Linked DNA regions of Mus musculus: region 2 is linked to region 1. The links are chromatin contacts, called in public HiCAR-type maps. All regions are on one chromosome and are shown on one strand. Each heading gives the region's core, a stretch centred on a gene start, on an enhancer-like site or on the middle of the called end of the contact. The rest is flanking DNA. Distances are from core to core; before and after follow the strand shown.

Region 1 (5,726 bases), core at 1,929-4,428:
TGGAGGGATGTTCCTTACTGGCTGCTTCCCCTGGCTTGCTCAGCTTGCTTTCTTATAGAACCCAAGACTACCAGCCCAGGGATGATACCACCACAGTGGGCCCTCCCATCCTTGATCACTAATTGAGAAAATGCCTTACCATTGGATATCATGGAGGCATTTCCTCAAGGGAGGCTCCTTTCTCTGTGACAACTCCAGCTTGTGTCAAATTGACAAACAAAACCAAGCCGGGCGTGTTGGCGCACGCCTTTAATCCCAGCACTTGCGGGGCAGAGGCAGGCGGATTTCTGAGTTCGAGGCCAGCCTGGTCTACAAAGTGAGTTCCAGGACAGCTAGGGCTACACAGAGAAACCCTGTCTCAAAAAACAAAACAAAACAAACAAACAAACAAACAAAAAAACCAGACAAACAAAACCAGCCAGTACACCTCCTAGGATCTAGCTCCATGTACTGGGTGGTGGTGGCGGCACATGCCTTTAATCCTGGTTGGTTTACTTTGCTGCTTAAGCTTTTCATGTGATTGTATGGTAGATGGAACATTCACAACTGGAGAGACCTCTGTGAAACTGCACTAGTGATGTGGCATTTGCATGTAATGGATTCCTTACAAAACCCCCATTTGCCATCTGTAGATCCATGTGGTACTTACAGCTATGCTAAATATCCGAGAGACCACTGGCATGGCCTGATTAAGTCTCCAGGAGACCCTAAGAAGTTACGAGGTAAGTTCACCCTCGTCTATAATAGGTATCGAAAATAACGTTTCCCACATGTCAAGTTGCGAGTCATTTAGGCCTAACATTTTTTAAGATCAAAATTTTGTATAAATTCACGAGAGAATGTTTTCTTCAATTTGCAAACTCTGCTTTGCCAAGCCTGCACTTCGGCTGCCAGCTGGGCAATCCAGCTGTGATGGACAATCAGCCTGGCCTCGTCACTAAATGGAATTAAAATTTACTCCTCTGTGAAATCAAGAAATCACAATCCCAGGCTTTTGAAAAGCATCTTCAAAGGATGGATTCATGGGTCTCTAATAACTTAAAGGCTCTGCTTTGGCAAAACGATGGATTTCAAAGCTTTGGGACAACAGATCCTCAGATGGCGCGTGTGGAGCACCTGGGAAGGATCATGCTGCCCTATGTGAACCACTTTCCCACTCTTGCTGTCGTGTAGCATGATTTTTGTGTGTGTAGTATGTATGCATGCACACACATATGCATGGGGACATATGTGCATGGCTATGGCACGCACAACGAAGCCAGAGGACACTCTCTGCTGTCCTTCCACAGGGGCTGTCTGCCATCTTTTCTGAGTCAAGGTCTCTCACTGGGTTGCCCTGCCAGTGAGTTCCTGTGGTCCACTTTCCTTGATCTCCTCAGGGGTCGGATTCCAGGGACACAGCACAGTGCCTGGCGTTTCTGTATGTTCTAGTCACTGCAGCTCAAGTCCTTGTCCTCGAAAGCCTATCTCTCCAGCCCTGGCATGGCACTGAGCACATTCCAGGTTCTCTCCAGACTTTACACTTGAGAACTTGAAGCCTGTTAACAGGAGCGACCTGTGGTTGGATGGAGTTAATCACAAGCAGCTGTAGCGCAGAAGGTTTGGAAAGGTCCTTGGTTTTAGTGCCAGTCTCCCGCTCAGTGACTAAATAGCCAACACCTGACTAGCTTATGACAGTGTGTAGGATTGTCAATTATTGGTGTGGGCCAACTAGAGAGCAGGAAGTGTTCCCATTTCCTGTGGGTCCTGGCTTGTAACAGGTCCTATTACTATGGAATAGCTTTAGGAGAAGCTTCACATTATAGCAATGTTATTTGTTCCACCCACTGGGCAAGTACATATTTTATGCCCTGGGATCGCCCCAAGCTGTGCCAGGCACCAGGGAGAGACCAGCAAGCAGAGAAGCCCCGACTCTGTATTAAGTGAAAAGGCTCTTGGGGGAGAAGATTACAAGTGTTCCTGTTGCATACCACATCTCCAGCACCCTACAATGCATCCTAAAACAGGGCGATGCTATCTTCCAAAAAGACTTGCCTTGCCACTGCAAATACACCCATTTCTGAGTGTAAAGCGAAACGACTCTGGCCATTCCTATGGGATTCCAAGTGGCAGACTCATCCTGCTTCAAAAATGGCAAAACAATTCTGCACTGATTTAAGAAAAAAAATGCATTGATGTGACCTGAAAGACCTAGGTTACCCAGTATACAACTGACATGATTCGGTGACAAATGTTCTGTTTACGTAAGAGCCCTGTCTCTCCAGCTTTCTGTAAGCCAAGTTACACAGTCTCTAAATATCCAGCTGTGCCAAACAACAGCTGCCCTGCTCAGTGACGATACCACCCTAAGCCACAGAATTGCTCAGTTAGTGTCTAGAGGCGCTTTGAAGTTGGTATTTTGCTTTTGCTCTGAGCGCATGAGTAATTCTAAGACTTTTAGGAACCTGAAGAATGATATAGTCTCCCTAAATTCAGAAGATTTTTAAGTCTTAGTCATCTTCAATCCTGTGCTATAATCATCTAGTGTATTTTTATTTTCCACTGTTATGAACCAACCTTGGAGCCTTACCCATGGTAGGTAAGCATTGTACCACTTGGTCATAACCCCAGACCTCCATTTTCCTGTATTTTTATTTATCACAGTATAAAATAACAGCAGTGGTCTTCACCACTAATTCTTTTCAGCTGCAACTTGATTCTAGAGTCAAAACAAACAAACAAAAAACAAAAACAAAACAAAAACCAGAGAAATTATTTATTTATTTTCTCAACGATGCTTTCTTGCCTTCCTTTCTTATGCCTTGGAGGAAGGAGGTTATTTAAATACCAGAGTTTCGTGCTCCGGAATCCCATATTTCCCTTTGTGTTCATTGAACAGTTTCTTTAGCTCCTCTAGGTATGTCTGATGCAGCTCTTCAATCTGCTCTGAGGTCGGGTTCAGAGTCTGCTGAACAGGGATGGGGCGGCCAACTGTGGAAAACAGAGCACGTGTCATCCCTGAGGACAGCCACCACTCCACCCGCAGCCTGGGTCTCCCGTGGGCAGCTGAGCGCTGGGCTGCCAATCGGCTTCCCTCCAGCCCGCTGGCTCCAGTCCTCTCCTCAGCTCACTGGCTGCCTACCTCAGTCACACCATCCCACTCGACAACAAATAAAGAGTTTCCCTTCTCAGCAGACACTGAGCTGTCATTCTGTGGTTTGACTTCTGAGTCAAATGCGCTGCTGTGCCGACTGCAGCTGTGCGCAGAGTAGGCGTTGCTGCGAGCCACGTCACTCTCATTCTCCCCTGGGCACAGCTGACAAGCAAGACCACAGGGTTCTTATTGTGACTGACTGTGAAATGTTCAGGTCACGTGACATCCTCTATTATGACTTTTTAAAAAATATCTTTCAGAACAATTGAAAATGTCACTTACTTACAGCGAAGTCTCTGTGCGAGAAAGTCATCTAGTCACAAAACTGAAAGCAACCACAGCTCATTAGGAAAACAGTTACATAGGCTGAGCTACATTCCAGTTATTCACCGGAATCTTAGGCAGCTATCTTTTTTAAAAAAAGAAATAACAAATAACGTGGCACACACAGTGCCTAAAATGTCTAAGAAAAGTTGCAAAATGAAGTGTGATCCCATCTATAAAAAAATAAATTTCTAGGTGCACCAATATTTTCAGTGTACAAGAAAAACCTGGCAAGATCAACATTTTCCTTTGGGGATTGGGTCAGGGGTGGGGAACAGCACATTTATTTTACCTGTATCGTATGAATGTTCCCCCCCCCCAAAAGTATCTGTTTCATCTGTATAATTACAAAAATACCTATTGGTTGTAAATAAATCTGGCGGCTTCTGTACATATTTTAAAAGACGTTTACATAACAATCTCAGAATTTGGAAATTCAGAAATACAAGTCTTTGACGGCCTGTATACACTGCACCCCCTGCTGGCCTGGTGTTGCTATGCGCCCAAGGCCAGGATGAGCCGGGTGGTTAACTTCAAACCTTGAAGCAAACTACTCCTTCTGAAGTCATTCGCTTGGGCATGAGGACTGTGAGCGCCGCTGTAGGGGGGTGGGGGTGGGGGGATGCAGTACGCAAAGGGGAGTCGGGTGGGGGTGGGTTCCTTTGTCTTTCTTCAAGCTACATACAGAGCGAACCTGTGCCAGTAATGGAAGGTGGTTATTTTTTAAAAACCTAAGCAATCGTGAAGGAATAAAGAGGCAGCAAGTGATAAAGACCATGAATATGGGAGTTGAGAGGCACAGAAGGAAGGACTGACACTCCCTAATTGCTGAGTGTTTCACTAGACCGAGCCTCCAAACACTCGAGGGCAGTTTCCTTCGATCTTTACGAAGTCTGATTTATGCACAGTAGACACCAGTCCTTTGACACACATTAGAGAGAACTGGAGGAAACAAGCCAGTGCTGGCACATACCTGTAGTTTCAGCACTCAGGAGGTGAAGGCAGGAAGGCTGGGAGTTCCCGGGCAACCTTGGCTACATAGTGAGCAGGCTGGACCCATCTTAGTTTTCTCTCTGCCCTAAAGTTTCCTGGGCAAGGGATGGGAGAATACAACTTGTTCTATAAAGCTTCCTCGCAGTTGTGACCTTTGAGGAAGGAAATCTGAGAAATCTGTACACAGACGGACCAGTAAACTTGTAGTCTTTTAGAAATAGCTGTAGTTTTTAGTGAGACTACCTCAGGGAGAGAGGTCAACGGGACGGTGAAGTGGGGACTGTGGAGAGAGGCATTGCTGTCTAAGGCAGAGTAAAAACAGCTTACTGTTATAGGAATTGTGACCTCTCAACCTCTCAATTAGGGCTTCTTTCCCTAGGAAGGACACCACAGCTAACTAAGTCCCTTCTTATTAAGTTCCGTTATATTTCAGCAGCTTCTCCCAGGAGCTCAAATCTACCCCTTTCGACTGAAGTAATCATAAGATGTTCTCCTTGTAAGATGAGCATAGCCCTTCCTGCTTTCCTCTGAGATGTTAAAAGTTCCAAATCACAGGAACTTAATATTTAAGCCTAGCATCCCTTCCTCCAGTTCCTAAGCTGTCCCCTAACTGGATTAGAAGGTTAGAAAAGCTCAATGCTTTTTAGGGATAAGCTAGAGGTAATAAAGGGACAATTTGATCATCATCGAGACCATACTTAGACTACAAAACTCAAGGAAGCTCATCTAGCGGCTGTGAGGGGAGAACCACCTACCTGGGAGCAGTGGGACCAATGGGAACAAGCGGCTGTGAGGCGAGAACCACCCACATGGGAGCAGTGGGACCAATGGGAACAAGCTCCCGTGTGGCTTCAGCTTGCCTCCTGCTTCTTGAAATTGGACTGAACCCTTATTAAAAGCGTTAAGGCTTACGGATGTCTATCAGATGCTATTAGATAGATCGCGTGAACAACCTAGGGAGGATGCCGTCACTGCCTCTCCCTCACAGATCCAAGCCAACCTGAGCTACAGAGTGAGGCCCTGCGAAGCAGGAAGTTTTTGCTTTCTTTGGCCTTATTAACCTTTCCTTTCCTACAGCTCTATTGGGAAGGGGCTAAAAGGGAGGTTAATGCATTTAAGAACCCTTATTAAAGTAGGGGGTTTTGTTTGTTTGTTTTTTGTTTTTGTTTTTCGAGAAGGGTTTTTCTGTATAGCCCTGGCTGTCCTGGAACTCACTTTGTAGACCAGGCTGGCCTTGAACTCAGAAATCCGCCTGCCTCTGCCTCTGCCTCCTGAG
Region 2 (5,726 bases), core at 941-3,440, 2.2 Mb before region 1:
TTTGCCTTGGGAAAGCATTAATATTCTACAATTGGACTGAAGTGGACATGCCTGGGTCTAAAATGAAGAGAGCTCATAGAACTGCACCATTCAAAGGCCCCTTTCATTTCTGCTTCTGAGATATATGAAAGTTCTTTGTTTTTCTAATCTAATTAAAGCATACCTTTTCTCCTGACATAGAATTTGGGAAGCTGGGGAGCTCTTTAATTTAAGCTTATTACCAAAATGGCAGAATTTAACAAAAGATTGGCAGGGAGTCTATTTGAAAAGATGACACCATTTATGATCAACGCACTGAGCTTTTCCCTCCCTGTAATGGTTTCAGTAATTACAAATTTAAATGACTAATTAAGGCTGTCAAAATGACCAATAACTTTTGGCCTTTCAAATCACATATTCTATAAAAAGAACACAGGCACCAACATTTGACTCGGCAAACAAGCCAACAAAAAACTTAACAGAACTTAATATTCAGTGAGATATGATAATTGAATTATTCTTGAACATGCATTGTTTATTTAATAAGCTGCTCAGGATCCCTTTGTCCTAACTCTGGCATGAAAAGAAAGGAATTGCATGTAGCTAGGAAATCTTCACCAATTGTGAGAGATGTTAAAACTCTGTCATACTGGGGAAGGTACTGCGAATGGGAAGAACTGCTGTGTAAAGATACTTACTTTTTATGTTTTTCATATCCTTTGTTTATTTAAAATCAGCCATTTGTTCTAAAAGAAGATGTCATTTTTTAAAAAGTGAATAAAATTGTATTTTGTTTTGCTTTATTATTATAAAGTGCAGGACGAAAAGCTATAAATTTGTTCTGAAAGTGCTATAATAATGTTTATTGGCATACCAACATGTACAGATAATATTCTTCCAGAACCTTCCTGAGTACCACAATCAATTTGAAAAATGCATCTTGTTTTTTTTTTTTTTTAAACTAGCAAGTGTGGTTTCCAGGCAATGCAACTGTGACCATGTTATTAACCTTTGGATTGCTTCTAAAATAAAATGGCAAACACTAAGACCTGGAAAGATGCTTTTTAGTTCTGAAAATCTAAGATGTTCTTTGTGATGTTAAGAAGATTATTCAGAGCACAAAGCTACTCTGTATTTTGTTTGTTTGTTCGTTCGTTTTGTTTAGTTTTCATTTGTCACACTACCAAATTGATTAAGATACCTGACCTTAGCAACAGAAAGAACTGGTTCAAATGTTTTACATCTAAGTAAAAATGCTAGTACTAAAATGATCATCATCAGTGAGAGGCATGACTACTTACAAGAAGCATGGGACTTGCCAAAGGGGGACTGGACCATGATAAGGTAGAGCAAGTCAGGTTCCTCTACCCTAAGAGAAGCAAAAGATTCACTTCAGTCATAGAGCATCCTTTAAAGGACTCTGAAGGTTCATGGTCTCGGGAAAACCCCTATCCACACAGCTGACAGAAAAAAAAAAAATGTGGCTCAGACTCTGAGCCACAAACCAAAGAGCATGGCCCAGGGTACATTTGGGATGATAATAAATAAAATAATTAATTAATTTTTAAAAAGGAAAAGAAAAACAAAAACAGGAATGGTTCCCCCTGCCCAAGTCTACCCTGCCCTGTCAATCACTGATTAGGCAATGAGAGCTTCTCTCTCTCTCTCTCTCTCTCTCTCTCTCTCTCTCTCTCCTCTCTCTCCTCTCTTGCTCTCTCTCACTCTGTCGGGGTTAGTTTTGTCTCCATGACTCATATGACTTACTCTAAGCACATTATCATTTCAGAGAGGTTGAGAAAGAGTTTGTTCCTTGGTCAGCTGGTCCCACTTGCAGCCACACTGACACAGGGCAGGGTACCTGCAGTGTGTTCACTTCAGGGTGGGAGGGAACCATGCAAAGAGCAGAGGCTAGGGTACTGGAGATGATGTTTAGATATTTGGAGATATATGTTTAGCCATTTAAAGTTTTAGGTGAAATTTTGTTTCTGCCAGCAACTTTATAAACAAGTACAACCTAAAGTTTATGTTGCAAAAAAAAAAAAAAAAAAAGGAAAAAAATGTGAATTCCTCAATAGTCTACAACACTAAACATTTAAATCTAAATGGAAAATGCATCTGAAAGAGAAAGGAAGCTAAGTCACAGGATGTGCTCAGGGTTACAGGGTCATGAGACCTGTGTCTCTCCTCTACAGGCCATGTGCAACAGCTGTAACAGTGAGTCTACGTCTGTGTCATAAAGCAGAGGTAGATAACTCTGCTTGTTTTTCCTTGGACTCTCCAGTGAAAGTGTAGGGGCTTTCCAGCTACAGGAGGACTGCTTGCCGAGGGGTTTCAGGAGTCTGAATCTAGCTAAGCTGGGTGTACAGACCTACTCGTATCTTGAACACTTGAGGTTTCTATTTCCTGTCGTTTGCTGGGACTCTGTACCGATGTCTTAAAAATGAGTGAGTGCATTTGTCATCCAGTTGAGAACATGAACCTCTCGGGTTATGAATGTAGAAAGGATGCAAATGTGCTCTTGGGTTTGAGCCACTCCTGTGAGCTGACTTTTTGATCACCAAATCTAAATGACTACACCTGATCTCTCAGTGTCCTGAGCACTGAGTGAGACTTGGCTGAACCTGGCTTGGTAGGATTTGAATTTTGTCAATAGATTTCTGCTGCTTCTATGACCAATGACTACAAATCTAGTGCTAAGTAGCTTTGATGTTTCATATAGGCGAGAAGCTGGTAAAGGCCTGGACTGGCTGGTTTTGTGTGTCCCCTTGACACATGCTGGAGTTATCACAGAGAAAGGAGCCTCCCTTGAGGAAATGCCTCCATGAGATCCAGCTGTAAGGCATTTTCTCAATTAGTGATCAAAGGGGGAGGACCCAGCTCATTGTGAGTGGTGTCATCCCTGGGCTTGTAGTCTTGGGTTCTATAAGAGAGCAAGCTGAGCAAGTCAGTAAGCAGCATCCCTCCATGGCCTCTGCATCAGCTCCTGCCTCCAAGTTCCTGCCTTCTGTTCCTGGCCTGACTTCCTGTGGTGATGAACAGCAATCTGGAAGTGTAAGCTATATAAGCCCTTTTCTCTCCAACTAGTTTCTTGGTCAAGATGTTTTTGTGCAGGAATACAAACCCTGACTAAGACAAAAACCTCACCTGGTTATGGTCAGGGCATTCGCCAGGGCGGTGTCTCTTTCTGAAGGAATTCAAGGAAAATGTGTTTCGTGCTCATTGTTGTTGTCCTAGAATTCAGATCCTTGAATTTGTTAGGTATAAGTCCCTATTTTGTTGAATGTAGACTGAAATCACCTTCCTTGGCCATGGCTCCTTCTTCCATTGTCAAAGCAAACCATCGTGGGTCAAGGTCATTATATGTTACATCTCTTTGACCCTTTCTTCTGCTTCTCTCTTTTGCTGATAAAGATTTATGCCATGGCCTTGACCATCTCATGATATCCAGGCCTTTCATCCTAAATACATCTGCAATGCCCCCCTTTCTGTGCAAGTACATTCACAGGCTCCAGGGATTTGGAACGGATGTCTCTGAAAACAAAAGATGCTCAGAAATACACTAAAAGAACAAATTATCCCCCAAGAACTGCTTTCTAATCCTAATGCAAAGTGGGAGAAACAGGGACCACAGGTCATGGGACAAGGGTCACCTGCTATCAGTATGGGTCTTCCTTCCTCGTTTAAACCTCTCAGAAGATACTCTCGTAGACATGCCTGTTAGTGACAACAAATCGGGTTGATTTGAAAATGAGATTTACCATCACATTGTCAGTACTTACTCTATCTCCCGTGCCACCTCCCCTTGGTTCCTAATTGGTCTTAGCCTCTTCTTTTTATGTTTCCATAGCACTGCAATGGCATTAGTTACCTTCACCATGATCACATACCCACTGCCCTGTCGTACCAGAAAGCTACAGTTTTATCGCAGCTTCATGTATGATCCCCAGCTGGATGGACAGGCAGAAATATGTGTATTATTATGGCTCTTTTAAATGCTCTAAACACTTCACGCCATTCTTGAAAAGGGCACAAATTATAATAAGCAACTTTTTTTTTCTTGCCTTACTTACATGCTTTGATAAGTACCTGCTCTTTGGAAATAAGAGCCCAGGCATTCGAGTTCAATGCCTTTGAAGAAATAAAATAGATTCAGATGCCTTTTAAAGGGCCTCATTTTAATTATTGCCTCTCAGTGAGATAACGGGGCTATGGAGGAAAAAAAAATAATGCATCTTGGACCTGCAATTTCTTTAGATTTTTACAAAGTAGAATCTATTATCTCTAACTTGGAGTTTTTAGTTATTAACATCTCTTTTCCTTTGAAATACTTTCCCCCCACTTTTGGTGAGTCATTCCATTAGATATTAAATTTGCCAGTGTGTGTGTGCAAGTTGTGTGGGATGTGTGTGTGCATTGCATGTGTGTGTGTGTATGCTATCTGCATGAGTTGTATGTGACTGTGTGTGCATTGTGTGGCATGTGTGTGTACGTGTATGTTTGTGTGCATGACACATCTATGAGGTGTGTGTGAGAGTGTGAGTATATATGGTGTGTATGTGTATATGTGTGTGGTGTGTGTGTATGTTTTGTGTGTGTGAGGTGTATGGTGTGTGTGTTGTGTATTGTGAGGTGTGTATGTGTTAGTGTGTGTGTAGGTGTGAGTGTGGGTGTGGGTGTTTTCTTGTGTGCATGTAGGCAAGAATGACTAGCCAGTCAGCCGTGGGATATGCCTGTCTTCAGCTCTCCTACATTGGGAGAATTACAAGTGTACTCCATCATGCATGGGTAATTTTCTGTCCTCAGATCCTCATGCTTGGGACACTGTGAGTACTTCACAATCTGAGCTATGCAAATCCCACCCCCTTCCCCACCCCCACCCCAACAAGCCCCGAACATTGCATTTCTACAAGTTATTCTGTGGTTGGAGAAATATGAAGACATAATAAATTGCCCCATTGCTACCACTGAAAAATCTTGTATCTCGTGTCCCTAAATCCATTATCCCCTTGCTGCCTGGGTCAAAGGTCCATGTGCCACATTTGAACATGCATATGTGGACTACACCTCCTAGCCATAGCCCTCGTGTTTGGTCTTCCTCCTGCCCAGAATGCTCCTATGGGTAGAATCTGCTTCTTAGAGTTGCTCTTACTTTTCAGCCTAAGGAACCTTCTCTGAAACCCTAGGAAGCCTGAGTGTAGGGACCTTCAGTTGTGCTAGATATCACTTAATTGGGACAGCTGCCTTTGTATCACATTGTGTCACATTTCTTGTCACTGCTTCGTCACCCATGAGCTCCAGCATTCAACAGTGGCACTATCCTGAAGCAGTTAGGAACATGGGTGATGTTTGAGCCATTTCCATCTCGTTAATTTGCATCTGTTACTTTAATTAACATCGTTTTCTAAACCTTCTTGTGCACAGACATGGATTCCCTAGAGCAAACTCTTCTTCAACCTTAGAAACACCCCAGAGGTCTGGAATGATGACTCAGTGGTTAACAACACTGACTGCTCTTCTAGAGGTCCTGAGTTCAATTCCCAAAGATAACATGATCATGATGGGATCTGTAATGGGATCCAGTGTCCTCTTCTGGTGTGTCTGAAGACAGTTACAGTGTACGCATACATTAAAAAGGAAGGAAGGAAGGAAGGAAGGAAGGAAGGAAGGAAGGAAGGAAGGGAAAGAGAGAAGGAGGAGAAGCAGGAGGAGGAAGAGGAGGAGGAGGAGGAGGAGGAGGAGGAGGAGAA

What was found. HiCAR-type assays count read pairs that join an accessible place to other places.
Region 2: a contact with region 1 is called in a HiCAR-type map of Th17 cells, with 5 times the contacts expected there. The contact joins two enhancer-like sites. A contact is called at or near these places in 2 of 39 promoter capture datasets (liver and pre-B cells) and 3 of 115 datasets of contacts at active chromatin or transcription factors (Th17 cells, regulatory T cell precursor and thymic regulatory T cells).

What each region holds. Positions count from the first base shown.
Region 1 is chr1:78,535,188-78,540,913 of GRCm38.p6, reverse strand. Mogat1 (monoacylglycerol O-acyltransferase 1) reads right to left here. Exons shown (of 7, transcript NM_026713.3): 7 at 2,741-2,970. The coding sequence ends at 2,816. Among named protein-coding and RNA genes, the nearest start is that of Mogat1, 27 kb to the right of the region's middle. Within about 2 kb of position 3,178, at least 301 of the 459 cell types and tissues checked have an H3K27ac peak or open chromatin away from gene starts, as enhancers often do. A contact at or near this core is called in Th17 cells, regulatory T cell precursor and thymic regulatory T cells, where this site is marked.
Region 2 is chr1:80,742,940-80,748,665 of GRCm38.p6, reverse strand. The region is part of intron 1 of Dock10 (dedicator of cytokinesis 10); the gene reads left to right. Among named protein-coding and RNA genes, the nearest start is that of Dock10, 13 kb to the left of the region's middle. Within about 2 kb of position 2,190, at least 71 of the 459 cell types and tissues checked have an H3K27ac peak or open chromatin away from gene starts, as enhancers often do. A contact at or near this core is called in Th17 cells, regulatory T cell precursor and thymic regulatory T cells, where this site is marked.